Regions from separate parts of the Mus musculus genome. Here all the other regions are linked to region 2. The links are chromatin contacts, called in public capture Hi-C and promoter capture Hi-C maps. All regions are on one chromosome and are shown on one strand. The core of a region is the stretch at or near the end of the contact, and the rest is flanking DNA. Distances in the headings are between cores, read along the strand shown.

Region 1 (4,032 bases), core at 1,109-3,608, 2.5 Mb after region 2:
TTTTTGAGACAGTTTCTTTTTGTAGTACAGGCTGGCCTGGAACTCATTATGCAGACCAGGCTGGCCTCAAACTCAGAGATCTTTCTGCCTCTGCTTTCCAAGTGCTATATTAAAGGCGTGTACCACTAGGACAGTTAGGTTTCTCTGTATAGCCCTGGCTGTCCTGGAACTCACTTTGTAGACCAGGCTGTCCTCGATCTCAGAAATCCACCTGCCTCTGCCTCCCGAGTGCTGGGATTAAAGGCGTATGCCACCACACCCGGCTAGCTACTATCCTTAACATTACAAACCTATAGGAATATGGAGGCTTTCATCAACAGCAGGAACCACTTTCATAGACCATTATCAAGACAGAGTGTCTTGTTTCCACCGGCCTTGAGATTAAATGGTGATGAATGGCAGTAACTAGGCTGACACAGTGCTTGCTTAGCACACCCAAAGCCCTGAGTTTGGTTCCCAGCATCATATAAACTGGGTATGAGGGTAGCACACACCTGTAGTCCCAGCATTCAGGAGGTAGGGAGGCAGGGTGATCAGGAATTCAAAGTCATCCTTGGCTATCTATGGAGTTAGGGGACAGCCCAGTCTATAAGAGACCTTGCCTCAACAAAACAATTTTTAAAAAATGGCGCTAGAGTTGAGTGCAGGTACAGTCACCAGATCCTATATAAACCATGCCACATGTCTCTTCTTTTACTTCCTCCCATCTTTTCTTTCTTTGAGCAAAGACTGGGTATGTATGGAAAAAGAAGCTGATCTTGCCAGGCAGTGGTGGCGCATGCCTTTAATCCCAGCACTTGGGAGGCAGAGGCAGGCGGATTTCTGAGTTCGAGGTCAGCCTGGTTTACAGAATGAGTTCCAGGACAGCCAGGGCTACACAGAGAAACCCTGTCTTGAAAAAACCAAAGCCAAACAAACAAAAAGAAGCTGATCTTGAACTGTTTCAGCAAAGAAAATCCTGAAGATCATGGCCCTTACCAAGTTTACTTACTACCCAGTGAGAATGCTGTAATTTGGTGTGTACCTGGTCATTCAGCCCAGAGATTAATATGCTAGGGTGACACTCTTCCAAGAATTACAAAAAGGCAGACTTGTAGACTTCACGTTTCTTTCTTCCTCTCCTCCCTGTGCCCAGAAGACCCAAAACAGTTCTAGCTAGAATCAGGCACCTGATTATCATAAACGATCCTGGGAAATATGATAGGCGCAGCCAGGTTTGGATGCCCACAAACCAAGTCTTCACCGGTCCCAGCTTTCGAGACCGAAGAGTAAACCGTCTTACCGTGGCGATAGGGGTTGTAGAGAGCCATTCCCGCCGCGCCCGCAGCCAGCAGCATCTTTTGCAGCGGGGTGGTTGGGATGTGGTCCGGGTACAGCAGGCGGGCGCCATGGCTCCCGGCCCTGAGGGGTACATCTGCGAGCAGAAAAGAGGTAAAGGTGAGAGGAGTCCGGTCCCTCTGGTCGCCGCGGACACTGGAATCAGAGCTGCTCACCTACAGCTGGCCGCGTACGGGGCCGAAGACTGCGGTGGAGGCGCAGGGAGCGAAGCAGCAGCAGGGTCGCCATGGCAGCGGACGTCCGCGTGGTTAGGCGGGGCTCCGCAGGTACTACGGAGGCCCGAGAAGTCAAAAGACTCCTGGGACACTGCACTCACTGTGGCTTTTTGATCGGAGATGTTGTAATATGGACAGGAGCATGAGAAGGAAAGCCACAAGATCTGTTTGCCACTGAAGTAAAACAACTGCTGTGAGCCAGGCGTTATTTATAACGTAGGCCTGTCAACCCAGCATTTGAAACCTGGAGGCCGTAGGATCAGTTCGAGATCCTTCTTGGCTATTTCTTAAGTACGAAGGCAGTACTAGAGACCTTGTCTCAAAAACCAAGCCTGATGTGAATTACTCGTCACTCCAGATCTTGGAAAAGTGGAGACAGAAAAGTAATGAATTCTCGGCAACTTAGCAAGTTTGAGGGCAGCCTGGGATATATGAGAAACAAACAAACAAAAAACTCCTGAAAAGAATTCAAAAATAACATAACCGAGAATTCGGTTGCTCGATATCCGGCCCTATTTTCTTCTCCATCTCTTATTTCCCCCCCGGAGGGCAATAAGAAAAGAACCTCTTCCTGCCAAGGAAACAAGGCGGCTACCTACAGTAGGGACCACATTTGGGAAAGGACCACGCAGCACTTCCGCCCGCATCCCCGCTTCTGGATGATGTTGAACCGCTGAGTTCCAGCCATGGGTTCTTCTGGCCTAGCTCGGCTGCAGGGGCTCTTCGCTGTCTATAAACCTCCGGGGCTGAAGTGGCTGCACTTGCGTGAGACCGTGGAGTTGCAACTGCTTAAAGGTGAGAACTCCGACGCGGACCCACGGTTTTGCTTTAGTTCTTTCTGATGTGGAGTGAGGTCACGTGGTTCGTTTGCCGGGTTGTAGCTGTTTCTTGTTTGTTTGTTTTTTTTCTCTTGTACACATTTCGTTACTACCCACTCTCCGCTATTTTCCTTTAGAGAAATTCATTCTATAGTGTTGGGTTTTTTTTCGCGGTTTCTGTTACAGAGTTAGAATTTGAACTTTTTTTTTTTTTTTTTTTTTTTTTGCCTTTTGAGACAGGGTCTTTTCTAATTAATCCGACCTTGAAATCAGTGAGGCACTGAGAATTCTGACTCTCCTGACTCCACCTGCCAGATGCTGGGATCACAAGCGTGACCACCACCCCGACCCTCAAACACCAATTTTTTTCTTTGCCTTTTTTTCCTTTCTTTTATTTTCTTAAAAACTGTCATGTAGCCTCAAATTTGCTATGTAAGATGAAGATAACCTTGAACTTTTGACTGTCCTGCCTTCACTACCCAAGGTCTTAGACTACATCTGTGTAGTACCACCTCCCATTAGGGTGCTGGGGATGGAACCCGGGGCGTCTTGCGTATTGTGCAAACACTCCATGAATTGAGCTACACTTCCAACCTAGGATTTTTGTTTTGTTTGTTTGTTCTTCACTTTTTAGAGAATGGTTTCTCTGTATACCCCTGGCTGCCCTGGAAATAACTCTGTAGATCAGTCAGGCCTTGAATTCAGAGATAGGCCCGCCTCTTGCCTCCCCAGTGCTGGAATTAATGATACCTGGCTTCTGAAGGAGTCATAGTACGTTTTCTACGATACACAAATCCATCTTCTATGCTACCATCTCTCTACCCCTTCTCTTGCGGGTTGGAAAAGTACTGACTGTGTTCTTTTGTGCTTAGGTCTCAATGCCCAGCAGCCTCCTGCTCCTGATCAGCGTGTTCGCTTCTTGCTAGGCCCTGTGGAAGGCAGTGAAGAGAAGAAGTTGACTCTCAGAGCCACCAATGTACCCTCCCTCACCACCCACAGACTTGGTAAGGCAGAGTCAGACAGGACCCTGGCCGTGATGTTAGAGGAAATCCCTGGCCTGAGTTAGATTTCTAGCCCAGGGTTTGGCAAACTTCCCTAGAGAGGGAAGATTTTAAACAGCTTCTGCCTACAGCCTTGTGTTTTCCTTGGCTCTGCTCCTCTTTGCTATTGTAATGCAAAGCATCTCTAGACTGTAGGAAAGGAGAGAACCTTCTTGTATTTTAGTCAAGACTGGAGTGCAGCCACATGGTTGTGGTGCACGCCTTTAATCCCAGCTCTTGGGAGGCAGAGGCAGGCGGATTTCTGAGTTTGAGGCCAGTCTGGTCTACAAAGTGAGTTCCAGGACAGCCAGGGCTATACAGAGAAACCCTGTCTCGAAGGAAAAAAAAAAAAAAAAGGCTGGAGTACAAAACAGCTATTTTGAGAGCAGTTATAAACACCGGTGTCCAGCAGCCTTTGTCTTCTATGGGAGACTGAAAGGATCATTTAAATTTAGGAGTCCCTGGCCAACCTGGGCAACACAGTGAGACCCAGTCTCAAAACAAAGTAGACTTGATGATTTGACTTGTGAACTACACTTTGCTGACTCTTAGCTATTCTAGGACTCTCTAGGGAAGCTGAGAACTTCTGGTAGACCTGTGTTATTAATACCTGCTCTGTAT
Region 2 (4,215 bases), core at 641-3,140:
CGAACTCAGAAATCCACCTGCCTCTGCCTCCCGAGTGCTGGGATTAAAGGCGTGCACCACCACTGCCCAGTACATCAATGGTTTCTTTGTTGTTGTTGCAGTGCTGGGGACTGAACCTGGAGCATTATGCATGAGAGCCCAGCATTCTAATACTGAGTCATATATATACAGCTTCCCTTCAAAAAAGAAAACAAACAAACCAGGATTGCTGGGTTTGGTGGCCTACACCTTTCACCCAGTACTAGGCAGGTAGAGAAAGGCATATCTGAGTTCAGGGCCAGCCAGGAATACACAGACCTTGTCTCAAAAACAAACACAAAATCTAATTTAATTTTTAAAAAGATTGTATGTATATGAGGGTAGTTGTTTGTTTTTGCTTACATGTATGTCTGTACATCATGTACATGCAGTAACCTAATTGGCCAGAAGAGGGCATAATATACAACATCTAGCCAGGGAGTTAGCTGAGATAGTTGTTAGCTGACTTGTGGGTGAAGGGAGCTATACCCAGGTCCTCTGCAAGAGCAACAAGTGCTTTTACCTGCTGAACCTCTCTCCAGCCCCAATATTGGGTATGCCATATACCAAGCTGGTCTCAAATTCCATATATAGACAAAAATAACCTTGAAGGCCTGATCCTTCTGCCTCTACCTCCAGTCTTGGAAATTAGAGGCATGCATTGCTCTGCCCAGCTAATGCCATTGCAGGATCCAAGCCAGAGCCTCATACATGGTAGGCCACCACTCTTGCAAACTACGCTGAGTACTGAACAGGCCCTTGTATATACTAAACAAACACCCTAACAACTCAGCTCCACTCCTAACTCCACTGGGGCCGTTTTAGCAACACATACTAAAGGTACACCGCAGTACTTCCTAAACCTGCTTCCTAAGTTTACAACATGACAGAAGGGCAGAAACCGTGAAGCCACGGCTTTAGTGAACATGGGAACAGAAAGGGCACAGCCCTTGTCATCGCAGAGAGAAGTCTCTACAAATCTATGAAAATGCCAAACCAGACTTTTATGGTTTTTTTCTCTCAAAAGAAGCATGGGAAAGTGATGTTTCCCGTGAGATGCCTCACCCGCATCCCGTGCTTCTCACCACCCCAGTTGGAAAAGACATTCTGGCTGAATTTTAAGTTAAGTTCAGTTCCCCAAGACACTGATCAACACTATAACATGCGTTTTGCTCCAGAGAGATTACAGTCTCTCTAGAGAGCAGACAACCAAATCCAAACCAAACCAATCCATGTCAGCAAGGGGTGCTGACAGTGTTGTGCTCACACTAATGCTAAGTTAAGGGAATGCGGGCGCCTACAGCGTCTCCGCACTAGATTCCACACTTGGGCTCCCTTCCAGGTGGAAATGGGTTCTCCACCAGAGAAACGGGAAAAGGGGCAACAACATTAGGTGAGCAGGTGGAGCAATCCAAACCAGACTCGGAGTAGTAATGACAGTTTCGAGGGGGGACTGTGACGTAACTACATTCCACTCCATACTACCAACGCCCGAGTCGCCTACAGGGCCAGGACCGAGGACCTTGGAGACAGGTGCCCTGGGAGGTCTGGATTGGAGCGTCCGGAGCCGGGGGCTAAGAGACCCTGTGTCACTGACCAAAGTCACCTAGGGGCGACTGAGAGGGCGGGGGCTGGGTTGCTGAGGGGGCGGGGCTGGCTGAGAAGACTTCACTGGGGGAGCCCAGGGCGCTGAGGGGTTCTTCTACCCGTGTGTCTCGGGAAAGACTCGGACTCTGGTCATGGGTCCTGCCGTTGGAGGAGCTCGGGTGGGGTCAAGGGGCCGCGACCCGGAGCGCTTTACCTTTTTCTTGGCCGCAGCCAATTTGCTCTGCCTGGTTTCTTCCGACATCCCGGGGCGGGGAGGGGGGAAGCGGGGGGGCCACATCACCACGATCCCGGCAGCCACCGCGAAACTGCTTCCGGAAGCTACGGCTTCTCTACAAGGGCCAGAGAAGGCGGGTGCAGAGCGCCCCTTGGACGCTCGGAAACCCAGCGTGACCTACCTTCTCCAAGCCCATTGGCTGATGAGAACGATGAACGACAGGGAGGCGTGGCCACGCGGTCGCGAGGCCTGAGCGACGGGTGGAGTTAACGACGAGAGCTGCGCGCGCAGCCATGACCCCTCACAGCGGCCTATGGGAAGCAGGGGCGGAACCGCTTTAACTTGGTGCGTGCGCAGCCTGACGTGGGGCGGTTGGTGGTCTCCGTCGTCGGTTTCTAGTTCCCTGAAGCAGCCGTTTAACCCCAACCCTGGACCCTTCCGAGTTTAAGCCCACCCCACTCCGGGTGCCCCGGACCTTAGGGTTCAGGAGGTGGGTGAGGAGCGCGCCGCGCTTCGTTTTCCAGCCCTTGCCCGACCCCTCACGCCTCCTCACCAGGCCTCTCCGTAACCCGTTCTCCACACTTTCCCCTTCCCACGATGCGCACCCCGACCCCAAAGACCCCCACCCCATCCCAGTAGCTGGGTCCCGACCCAACCTCTTGCAGCTGCGGCTCCCGCGCCCCCTCGGTAACCCCATCCTCATCAGCCTTTTTCTCGGGTTCCTCCCCAGGGGTGAGTCAGAATTCAGCCGACTTTACCATGGCGGCTACCGATCACCGGTGAGTATATCAGCCCCACCCCTCTGCATCCCAGCACCCGCCGGTCGCCTCCAAGCTTAGCCCTTTCCTAATTCCACTCCTTCTCTTTCCTTTCTCAGACATGGGTTCCTCCCCTCCCAGTCCTACCTGCCCGATGCCTACGCTTCTCCAACCGCTCTTGCTCGTTGCTTTGTCCCCTCACCCAGCCTGCCACCAGTCCCTGCATGGTTCCCCAGTCAAGAAATATGTGCATCTTTATGCTGACCACTCCCAATGCCACCCCCAAAACTCAAAGTTATTCATTTCTCATCCTCAAAAGATGAATTTTTAAAGTACTCTTTTAGATGATTCGCTTCTTTTTAGTAATTTCTTTTTTTTTTATACCCCTTCCCTTTGAGACAGTTGTCAATACCAAAGATTAGAGGAGAAAGACCCAAATCATAGTGGCCAACTCAAAGCAAACAGTTGGTTAAAGCAAACATTTTAATTCGTGTAAACGGGTCCCTAAGGCGGAGCTCGAAAAGTCAGCCTCGGATTGAGGACGACAAGGCTTTTTAGAGTTCAGGGGTAGGGGGTTTCTAAATGGGGACTTGGTGGGGTTACAGAGGCAGAACATAAGCATACCCGTTAGTCCAAATGACCTCCTCAAAGACATGATTGCAAGATGGGCAGAACAAGGTCTTCCTTTTGAAACAAAGGTGGGGTTGCAAGATGGTTATAAACAACTTTTTGGAACAAAGACAAGACTGCCATCCCTGTAACAGGCCATGCAGAACCATTTGAAGTTAAGGTTTTAGGTGGGGCATAGCCCAATTCCTTGAGAAGCAGGTTTAATCATAAAGAGGATTGAGTGTATTTTGTACTTAATAAGATGGCTTTTAAGCCTCAGATGGAGGCAGGCTGGTCCCAGACTCAGGCTGTATTCAAGGATGCCCTTTTGTGGTCCCACACTAGTTTAATACTCTTCATCCTCCTGCCTTAGCAACTCAAAATGCTAGAGAGCCAGGATAAATTATGGGGACTCGGAGAAAAAAGAGCACAGTAAGCAAAGCAATGCCGGTGCAGGCGTTTATCCCAGCACTCGGGAGGCAGACGGGCATCTCTTCCAGCCTGCAGTACCACCTTGATTTTAGAATCAGGGATCCCAGCACAATATTTGCTGCAGAGGATGCCAACATAAAAAACAGTAAGTATTCTTTTTAAAATTACTATTACTTGGTTTTATTGAGTCAGGGCTGTCCTTGAACTTAGAGTTGTGCTTGCCTCAGCCTCCCAGTACTGAGAATAAAGGCCTTGGCTTTTTTTTTTTTTAATAATTGATTTTAATTTTTTAAAAATTATTTATTTTATGTATATGAGTACACTGTAGCTGACTTCAGACACACCAGAAGAGGGCATCGGATCTCATTACAGATGCTTGTGAGCTACCATTGCTGGGAACTGAACTCAAGACCTCTTTTTTTTTGTTTTGTTTTGTTTTTTGAGACAGGGTTTCTCTGTATAGCCCTGGCTGTCCTGGAACTCATTCTGTAGACCAGGCTGGCCTTGAACTCAGAAATCTGCCTGCCTCTGCCTCCCAAGTGCTTGGATTAAAGGCGTGCGCCGCCACTGCCCGGC
Region 3 (4,118 bases), core at 1,047-3,546, 2.0 Mb after region 2:
AGAGGCTAAAATGTTCCTGGGGAAGGGGAAGGGTTGGTCACTAGAGGCCCAGTGAGACTGAGTGGCTCAAGCCTATGACTCTGTCCCAGGGTTTATGCTTCCTCGTGTACTAGGCCAGGAGGTGGGAGGTCTCACCCTCATTTGGGACCCAGCCCCCTATCCTGGCCAGACTCCTAAGCCCAGCTGGAATGCGTAAGAGACTGTGGGCTTGGGACTTACCCTCACCTCCTGGGACATAGCCCAGGGAAGCCGGCAGGCTGGAGCAGAAGGGTTAAAGTACCTGAACTGCTTTGGCACTAGGGCAGGGCTTCCCAAACAGGTCTGTCCTCTGCAAACACATAGGGGTGCGGCTGTGTTCTGGTAAAAGGTAACAGGCAAGGGCGACCTCCTGGACTACCCCCACTGGCCACTGGAATCCAGTATACAGCTTAGCCGTTATAGCTTAGACCCAGCCACTGCCCTTGCTATGTGCCCAGTTCTGCTTGCCCCTCAGCTTCCAACATCATGGCAAACCATTTGGTGGCTCCCAACCTCACCAGTGAGTGACTTGGGAAAAGAATTCCATCTCATCTGTAAAACAGCTGTAATATTTGTTTCTTTTGGAGGGTTGCAGGGGGTCCCCCAAATGAAGTGGTCCCCAAAAAGCTTTTGGATCATTTCTATGCAGTAAAAATGTTTACTATAGTTTTTATTAGGGGTTGTTTGAGATGTTGCCCAGGCTGCCTCTGTAAACTCATGAGCTCCTCCTGTCCAGCTAAAGCAGCCTGGACTCCAGGCACACTGCTGCTCTCAGAACAGGAGGGCTGAAAGTCCCTTACAATATGAAGAGCTTGAGGTCCGGAGAGGTGAACGGATTTGATGTTATAGGATCGGGTGGCACGACAGACCTAGATCCGACTTGCTACTGTGCCAAGCAGTCCTAAGACGACAGGTCTGCCTCCTCAGCCTTGCCACCTCCACAGCCTCGCCGCCTCCTCAGCCTCGCTGCCTATTCAGCCTCGCTGCCTCCACAGGCCTCGCTGCCTCCTCAGCCTCGCTGCCTCCACAGCCTCGCTGCCTCCTCAGCCTCGCTGCCTCCTCAGCCTCGCTGCCTCCACAGCCTCGCTGCCTCCACAGCCTCGCTGCCTCCACAGCCTCGCCACCTCCACTGCCTTTCGAGGTGCTTCTTAGGAAGAGCCTCCTCTTGACGAGGCATGGACAGAAATGAGGCCTTTGTAAGCAGGTCATACTCAGGGGCCTCTAGCACTCCAGGTGTTAAGGAAACTGGAGCCCAATTTTGGGTCTGCACCCCTGGGAACAAAGTAGCCTTGAAGACTGGTCATGACCTGCTATGAACATCTGCTGTGTCTTCTGAGATTGGTTAAGAAATGTAGGTGTAAGCACCCTGGACAGGCTGCAGAACCATTTGCTGTGGGACCAGGGGAACAGGTGCTGGCCTGGACAAGCAGGCAAGGGGACCCAGCTAAAGGCAAGCTGCCTATCCACTCCCCAAATCAGAACCTAAGGACCCAGCTGGGGAATGCACGGTGCCCCCGGCCAGGGTTCTGCCATGCCACCTAACTGGGCACACATTTGTCATCTGAGTGTCAGAGAGGGCACAGGTTTGGCAGATGCGCCTCGGAGATGGGGGTCACATGTGAAACCATGGAATTTTACAGCCACTTTTACTCTAGAGGGAGTGTGAGGCTGTAATGCAGCAAGCAATTTAATTTTGAGATTTCAAGCTCTCAAGAGACAGAAAAAAAACTTACCAGGAGATCTCAGGACATCTGCAGTGGGGTCACAGCCTTCCAGAGTCTCAGTTCCATGAATCTGCTGTGACTGAAGACAGCTACAGCGTACTCATATACATAAACTAAATAAATAAATCTGTAAAAACCTACTGATATTTAATTGTGCCTATCAGTGGCTCTGTAGACTCAAACAACTGGGAAGCCCTTTTCCTTGTCTTCCAACCAACCTGTGGGATTTCTGTCTGAAACTCTCTGCGACCAATACAAAACTGACCTAGAGGTACTGTAAGGACAAACAGTCACGTGACAAACTCAGGCATATACAGCAATCCAATTCCACTCAAATGTTACACTTCTCCCTGAGCTGCACCTGGGCCCTAGCTCAGGCAGACAGCAGAGGTCACACCTCACCCCAGCATGATGGACTCTACTGTTTACAAGCAGAGAAGGAATTCCCATCTCACATAGGCACTTCCTCTGGTTTCCTGTTCTCCACTGCCCAGAAAGGCAAGCTTCAGTTCAAGCCAACTCTCCCCAGGGACAGAGTTCCTCAACAACCAACAGGAAGCTCCCACAGGGCAGGGCAGTCACTGCTGACCTTGTTCCCATAAACAAAAGAGTATGACAGCACCACACACCAGGCGTTTTCCACCTCCCTCTCTGATGTCAATGCCCCACACAGTCAGAAAGGCCCAGTAGGGCCCCAGGGGTGCTGCAGGAGGAATGTGCCTTCTGTTCTGTCTGCCAGCCTCCGCAGCCTGTCTGAGCCAGACACAGGCTGCCCTTCCAAGAAACAAAAGCGCTAAAAAGCACATAGCCCAGCCAGGCAGTGGTGGCGCACGCCTTTAATCCCAGCACTTGGGAGGCAGAGGCAGGTGGATTTCTGAGTTCCAGGACAGCCTGGTCTACTGAGTGAGCTCCAGGACAGCCAGGGCTACACAGAAAAACTCTGTCTCAAAAAACCAAAACACACACACAAAAACCAAAAACAAACAAAAGCAGGTAGCCCCAAAGTGACCTGACTTTCATGAAATAGGTGTCCAAGAGAAGATGGGGTCAGGACTTTACCGTTTCTCTGATGTCAAACTCTAAACAATATGGAGGGGCACATCTGTACTTCTAGCCCTCTAGAGGCTGAGGTAAAAGGATCACAAGTTTGAAACCAGGGCTGAAGAGATGGCTCAGGAGTTAGAAACATTTATTGCTCTTGGAGAAGACCCTGGTTCAATTTCCAACAGCTCATAATTGTCTCTAACTCCAGTTCAAGGGAATCTAAAGCTATCTTCTGAGCTTCAAGGATACCAGGTACCCCCATGGTGTACAGACACCATGCAGGCAAAACAGTTTATCACTCATACACATAATGAAATAAAACTAGAGAAGAGGGGCTGGAGAGATGGCTCAGTGGTTAGGAACACTGTCTGCACTTCCAGAGGACCTGGGGTTCAATACCCAGCACCCACACAGCAGCTCACAACTGCCTGTCTGTAACTCCTGTTCTAGGGGATCTGACACCCTCACACAGACATGCGTGCACTCAAACCACCAGTGTACATAAAATAAAAATAAATAAGCAATTTTAAAAAATACTAGAGAAGACGGTAGAGGAAGAAAAGGAAAAAGAAGTCATAGTAGTAATAGCAGTAGTAGTTGTTGTTTGAGGCTAGCTCAGGAGTAGGCAGCCACTACATAGATTTTGAAAGTAGTAGCCGCCACCCCAGGTACAAGAGACCTTGCCTCAAAAAGCAGAGAAAAGGCAAACTATACAGAGTATAAAGGCTCCTATCTCCAAGAGAGCTGCGTGGGACCACGCCAGTGTGAAGGCTGCTCCCACTCGTCGTGCTCAGGAACACGCTTCCAAGGCTCTGACAAGTCCTGGAACAACCACAGTTCCCTAACTTCAGTGACCAAGGGACACCTCTTGGGAAATGTGTCACAGGCAGCAGCATTTCTAGCTATGCGCACCAATGAGATCTGCAGGGAGGAACGGGTGATGGTAAGAGTCGCATATCCCTCTCTTCAGAACCTTTTTGAGAACTGGTGTGGATGGAGAAGGCATTAGGCAGAGCGTGTCTTTGCCTAGCGCTGGCCTGCTGACCCTGCAGTGCAGTCTGCACAACATACTGTGAAAGGATCGCAGGATCGTTTGCCAAAGCTTGAGCAGTGGTCTCTGTCCAGTGCTGACCCACATACAAGCTGAAGCAACATGCTCAACCCACCATGAAGGAAGCTGAGGCTGTAGATAGAACTCAGCTCCTCTAACTGTCTGGGTCTGGTCCTCTGTTCTTGCCTCAGTCCCCCAACCTCCATCTCTGCCTCAGCTTTTCCTGAAGGAATGCAAGAGGCCCCAGCATTGCCCCAGAATGGTGGTGTGTGCCTATAATC

The links. Promoter capture Hi-C pulls out the DNA fragments that hold promoters and counts their contacts. Capture Hi-C pulls out chosen DNA fragments and counts their contacts.
Region 1: a contact with region 2 is called in a capture Hi-C map of embryonic stem cells, with 14 times the contacts expected there. The contact joins the promoter of Coq4 here to the promoter of Golga2 in region 2. A contact is called at or near these places in 1 of 39 promoter capture datasets (embryonic stem cells), 1 of 115 datasets of contacts at active chromatin or transcription factors (embryonic stem cells) and 1 of 9 other capture datasets (embryonic stem cells).
Region 3: a contact with region 2 is called in a promoter capture Hi-C map of liver, with 4 times the contacts expected there. The contact joins the enhancer-like site here to the promoter of Golga2 in region 2. A contact is called at or near these places in 2 of 39 promoter capture datasets (liver and pre-B cells), 1 of 484 Hi-C or Micro-C datasets (B cells) and 1 of 115 datasets of contacts at active chromatin or transcription factors (embryonic forebrain).

Annotation. Positions count from the first base shown.
Region 1 is chr2:29,785,819-29,789,850 of GRCm38.p6, reverse strand. Coq4 (coenzyme Q4) reads right to left here and starts at 2,358. Exons shown (of 7, transcript NM_178693.5): 1 at 1,494-2,358; 2 at 1,283-1,414. The coding sequence starts at 1,566. It overlaps Trub2 (TruB pseudouridine (psi) synthase family member 2), which reads left to right and starts at 2,180. Exons shown (of 8, transcript NM_145520.5): 1 at 2,180-2,348; 2 at 3,244-3,375. The coding sequence starts at 2,240.
Region 2 is chr2:32,286,001-32,290,215 of GRCm38.p6, reverse strand. It overlaps Golga2 (golgi autoantigen, golgin subfamily a, 2), which reads right to left and starts at 1,890. Exons shown (of 26, transcript NM_001080968.2): 1 at 1,820-1,890. The coding sequence starts at 1,867. It overlaps Swi5 (SWI5 recombination repair homolog (yeast)), which reads left to right and starts at 2,147. Exons shown (of 5, transcript NM_175190.5): 1 at 2,147-2,330; 2 at 2,571-2,619.
Region 3 is chr2:30,240,964-30,245,081 of GRCm38.p6, reverse strand. The region is part of intron 2 of Lrrc8a (leucine rich repeat containing 8A VRAC subunit A); the gene reads right to left. Among named protein-coding and RNA genes, the nearest start is that of Lrrc8a, 5.3 kb to the right of the region's middle. Within about 2 kb of position 2,296, at least 109 of the 459 cell types and tissues checked have an H3K27ac peak or open chromatin away from gene starts, as enhancers often do. A contact at or near this core is called in liver, where this site is marked.